Regions from separate parts of the Drosophila melanogaster genome. Here region 2 is linked to region 1. The links are chromatin contacts, called in public targeted proximity ligation maps. All regions are on one chromosome and are shown on one strand. The core of a region is the stretch at or near the end of the contact, and the rest is flanking DNA. Distances in the headings are between cores, read along the strand shown.

Region 1 (2,522 bases), core at 7-2,506:
AAACGAAGAGAAAAATCACAGTTATGTATTTAAAAAGGGACAAAATAATGCAAATATTTTCAAAATTTTAAAAAATTTGTTTCTTAATCAATATTGTAGGCTCAATTAAGTTTGGCAATCTTTAAACTTAAGCCAGTTAAACAGACTAACTTTACAAACTAACTATATAAAACCTAGATACTTTATTTTGTTAGGTTTTGTTTCGTTTACAACGCAAATGGTTTACAAAACCTACCGGAACAGCTTTAAAATACTATTAAGTGGTGCTTATACTGGAGACGGGTCACTGCGCAAACGCAAGTTGTATCGAAGTGTACTCAGTGTACTCATATGATAAACCGCACGACTATCACATCAATGTGCGCAACCATCGCTTCGTAAACAGCATATGATGACGAACTTTTTGAAATTTAAGTGGCATTTGAACTTGGCGGGCTTTTTTCTTTCAAACTAGAAGTGATTTAAGCTATACGGCAGCCCAACGGCAGATCGCCATTTAAAATGCTATGTAAGGTACTTGATACTTGGTAAGCCTGCCATTCTTGTGCGAGAAGTAGCGTAGCAGTAGCCGCGCACCCTTCCTAGCTACCACTCAAATGTCTAATTGATTTTTAACGAAAATGCCAGAAACAAAATTAAGTAATTTTTTCAATCCGGTTGCTTAGCAGCTCTGTTAATTAACAGTGCAGCTTATCAGCATTTTACAGCTATAAGTCGTTAATCGATATAACATCGCACGAAATAATCGATAGGTCACAACGAACGTATAAGCATTATCGCGTATACGCACTATAAACAAACAATTTTACCTTTATTAAGCATACGAACAGTGGTACAAGGATTCAAAATTCTGAGTGCAAATAAAATAAATTGTTTTTCTACAACAAATTTGATGATATTATTTAGCTTTTTAAACATAACCGAATAATAAAGCAATGTTTAATATGTATTGGAGCAAGTGAATGAATGTAGGAGGCATAGGCAATATAAATATAAGTAACTATGCTTATATTCCATTAACAAGTAAAATTAGTACGTATACGAAAATATAGATCAGTCTGATTAAATAAAGTAAACGCTTCGCCCATTGTAATTACGCATTTAGCCAGATTTATTTGCCCAACCGTACACAAGTAAAAACAAGCAAGATCGGAGAATGGCAAAGAGAAAATCGCGCTGAGTGCCGAAAAAAGAGAGCGAAAGGCAAAAAGAGAGCGAGAAACGTAAATAAAAATGTTCAATTGGCAAACAACTCCTTAGTTTGCTGGAAACCTCCACTGTAATCGGTTGTGTGCTGTGCTCTAGTGAAAAATCCCGAAACCTCACATATTTATCACCTTAAAAGCGGCGTCTCAAACAAAACACAAATACGCAGCACTGCGAAAAAGACCAGCATCGGGGCTAAATCAAAAATAAAAACAACTAAGAAACAACTAAAAAACAAGAGACCAAATGGACAGACAGGCGGTCAATTGAAAACAAATAGTACAATGAAGTTTTATTTTTGGATCAGTTAGACTCTCGACAAGTAAAGTAAAGGTAATGCCAATCGAGTCCAAAATATATTCATACTCGTAATATGCGTAGGCCAAGCGACCTAATTTCGGCGCTAAGTGTTTCACCTGGCTTTATGCCTATTTTGTTATGTTTCTCGCTATCTCGATCATTTGGTTTGGTTTCTACTTTTGGCATTATTTTTAATGGTCACTGTGAAAAATATGTGCTGCAAATGCTAAAGATGGAATTTCATTCGCTGCTTCCTTTTTAAAAGCCGAGTAAACCGCGGGCTCCGCTTTAGCTCTTTGTCCAATAACATTTGAGGGCGAATCGGTCAAATGCACTTTCAGATATGCACGTGTCGGCGGACATTTTGTTTTGGCCACCACTTCACTGGCTTGCAAAAACATAAATAGTCTATAAATATCTGTGATGCATCTTGTATTGTCGATAAACTTCGATAAAAGTAATAAGCTGCAAATAAATGGCCAAACTGCAACATAGTAAAAACTTGATCGGAAACGTATACGTTTCCCAGCCATTGGAAAATGCTGAAACGCTGAAATACAGGAAAACCCCATAAGCGCCCATTCAGCAATATACTTTTGGCCCAAACTGTGTGCGACTTTTAGTACGTACAGTATGTGTGTGTGGTATCAAAACGAAGAGTTATCAGGCAATCATATGGCATATGTTATAACACACTTATCGTGCGAATCGAAGAAAACAAAGCAGGTAGCGTGTTTGAGCGGTAATCAGAGTGTACTTGGCAACTTGGTTACAACTGCGTGGTAAGAGTGGTAAGAGCCTTCAAATCTCAGACAGGAGACAGAAAAACGGAAGATTAGATAAAAGTGCATTTCAGGAACAAAGTGCGATGGGTTACGCTGCAAGTGGTTGAGGTAGAAATGATGCAATTTCAGACTTAGGTAAAATATAAATTGCGAAGGTATGGGTTATGCAAATAAGATTAGATACATATATAAGATGAGAACGCATTTTAAGACAAATAAAAGGGGAATCCG
Region 2 (2,522 bases), core at 13-2,512, 410 kb before region 1:
ACTCTGCTTAATGCAATTCAGGCGAAAGGCGCACAAAGGGACAGCGAACAAGATGCCGAGTTGCTGATTGTGCGGGCAGCGCAGTCGACGCGGGCAGAGGTGTCCGCAAAAGCTTTTGTCGCCGCCACAAACATGGAATATGACAAGCTGGTGAGGAGTAGGATGGGATTCGGATTGGGATGGAATGGGATCGAGCTGAATGGGCTGAGAGCAGCAAGAGGAGGAGGAACGGGAAGATACTGCTGGATGGTGCCTGGCATGCAAAGCATTGTCAAGTGGGGAGCAGGCCAAGTGCTACACAAAAACCGAGCGACAAAGAAACGTCGCAGAACGCTGCCGACGCACGTGAGATGTGGATGCATTTGATGCACGGAGCGAGAAAGGGATGTAGAAATTAGTAGTTTGAAATTATTGTAAAAGAATTCTTCTGTTTGTATTTTTTAGTTAAATTAATTACTTATCCATAAATACACTGTCTAACTATTTCTAAGCCACTTAAAGGTATAATATAATCTGAAAAGACCTCTCTATTTGAAATAAAATTTCAATGGTAAATAGAGGAGCGGCTCTTGAATGTTTAAATAAAGTTTAATGCTTGCACTTTTTGTTCCAAGTGCATGATTTAAGAGTGTGTAGGCTTCCCTGTGTGGGCAGGGTAGGGAAGCCAGGCGAAAGAGCGATGGAGAGAGCGAGAGACAATGGCGACAATAAAAATGCGATCGCACAACATGCTCCACAGATAAGTTAACGCAAAGTGACAACGTACAACTTTTAATGGAATTGTCGTCGCCGACGGTGGGCGGTGGGGCGTGGCAGGGTAGTCAGGAGGGGAGTGGGGGTATATATGACATAGCCAAGAAGTCACCGCATTTGGAGCGCTGCCAAGTCAGTTGAACTATGTTTACTTTAAGGATACGGCCGCCACCTGGAAAAGGGACCTTCAAAGGCTGCCTTACACGATTCCGAATCCCCGATTCCGATCAGAAGTGGGCTGAGTGGGGGTCGACACACGAGCACATGAAAATTGCCTTCGGCAGCTACTGTGGCACAAGCTAAAGAGAGAGGATGAGAGCGAGCGCGATCGAAGAGAGAGCGCCAGCTGCTCCCATTGGAGCAGCTAACGTTTCCAATTGGACCAGCTCAAAGGGAATTCTCTCTCTCTCTTTCTCTCTCGCTACTCTCACCGCTTACTGGTCTTTCTGGTTTTTGTTTTGTTTACGATTTTCGCTGGAAGAAGAGAAGAGTAGATCGCGCTACCACAATCAGTTGCTTTTCAAGCTTGCCACAAGCAAGACGTCAGTGCGCGCGTGCTGCGATATCGAAATCGAAATAAACTTAAAAGATATCGTAATTTCAGAAATCGAGCAGAATTCATACGATCCAGGAAAAGAACCAGCTAATATTGGAATATAAAACCTACCCAGTGATCAAATCGGCGGTGCTTCAATGTGCGCGTAGTGGTCCGTAACCGTATGATGAGCCTGACTGTGCTCTCGCCACCGCAACGTTTTAAGCGAATCCTGCAAGCCATGATGTTAGCCGTCGCCGTCGTCTATATGACCCTACTGCTCTACCAGAGCGCCTACGGATATCCGGGCATCCAAGTGAGTTGCGAGTTCGAGTGGGCGACATAATCCAGCTTGCGTGGGTGTTGTTAGCGCTGCGAAACTGTCAAACGTGTGTGCTCCGCACTGATCTGCATAAGTTGCAAAGCTGCAAAGGCCAGGCAATTTGCATTATCCCCCTTTGATTCCGATCCCGATCGACGTCGACTCGTGCACTTTCATAAATCAACGCCGGCGACTTGAGTTTTGCAGCTGCGGCTTTGGCCGTTAAAAAAACCTTTTACGCCCTTGCCTTGCATATAAAACAGTTTCGGTGCTTGGCTTTTTGCGCTTTTATACCCTAATAGGGGGTATCATAATTGAACACAAATTTCGGCGAGGAAGCGTTTTAAAAGGATATACCCTACGATTGGTGATTGGATGGGGATCGGTATCACGGGGAATTCATTTGGAACTAAGGACTTGATTGCTTTAGAAATTGTGCAGAAGTTTATGTAGAGGTAGTGCCTAGCTTAGTGGTTTGTTTCAAAAATGGAAATATGATCCTGAATTTATTTGTTTTTTTTTTTTACAATTAAGCTTATATTTGATTGATTTAAGGACAAGAGAATGTAATTCTGTTAAAGTTGATGTTCAAAGATCGGCTCGCATTATCGAGACATTATTAAAATCCTAAAATCATACCATTAGGCACTTGGAATATATTTTTGAAAATCACCAATACTTTCCAATTCCCACAAGAGTATTCCCAGTTTCGATTACCGAAGATCCAGTCAACCGTTCCTGAATTTCTTGGTTTGCCGTCGGCAGAGCGTCGCCAAAGCTTTCAGTTGCCTGATTCCAGGGCCTGTCAGGGTTCTGAGCCCTGTCTGCTCTGCCCATTTATTATTGTTCTCTTCTTACTCTTGATTTTTGCATAAATTTTTGTGTAATAAAATATTGTGTGCTAATATTACC

Evidence for each region.
Region 2: a targeted proximity ligation map of the Kc167 cell line shows a contact between it and region 1, with 6 times the contacts expected there. A contact is called at or near these places in 1 of 107 Hi-C or Micro-C datasets (the Kc167 cell line) and 2 of 7 datasets of targeted methods (both in the Kc167 cell line).

The regions. Positions count from the first base shown.
Region 1 is chr3L:20,539,151-20,541,672 of dm6, reverse strand. It overlaps Rcd2 (Reduction in Cnn dots 2), which reads left to right and starts at 1,256. Exons shown (of 3, transcript NM_140987.3): 1 at 1,256-1,539.
Region 2 is chr3L:20,948,252-20,950,773 of dm6, reverse strand. It overlaps fng (fringe), which reads left to right and starts at 1,262. Exons shown (of 7, transcript NM_079467.3): 1 at 1,262-1,604. The coding sequence starts at 1,473. It overlaps lncRNA:CR45243 (long non-coding RNA:CR45243), which reads left to right. Exons shown (of 1, transcript NR_125030.1): 1 at 1-415.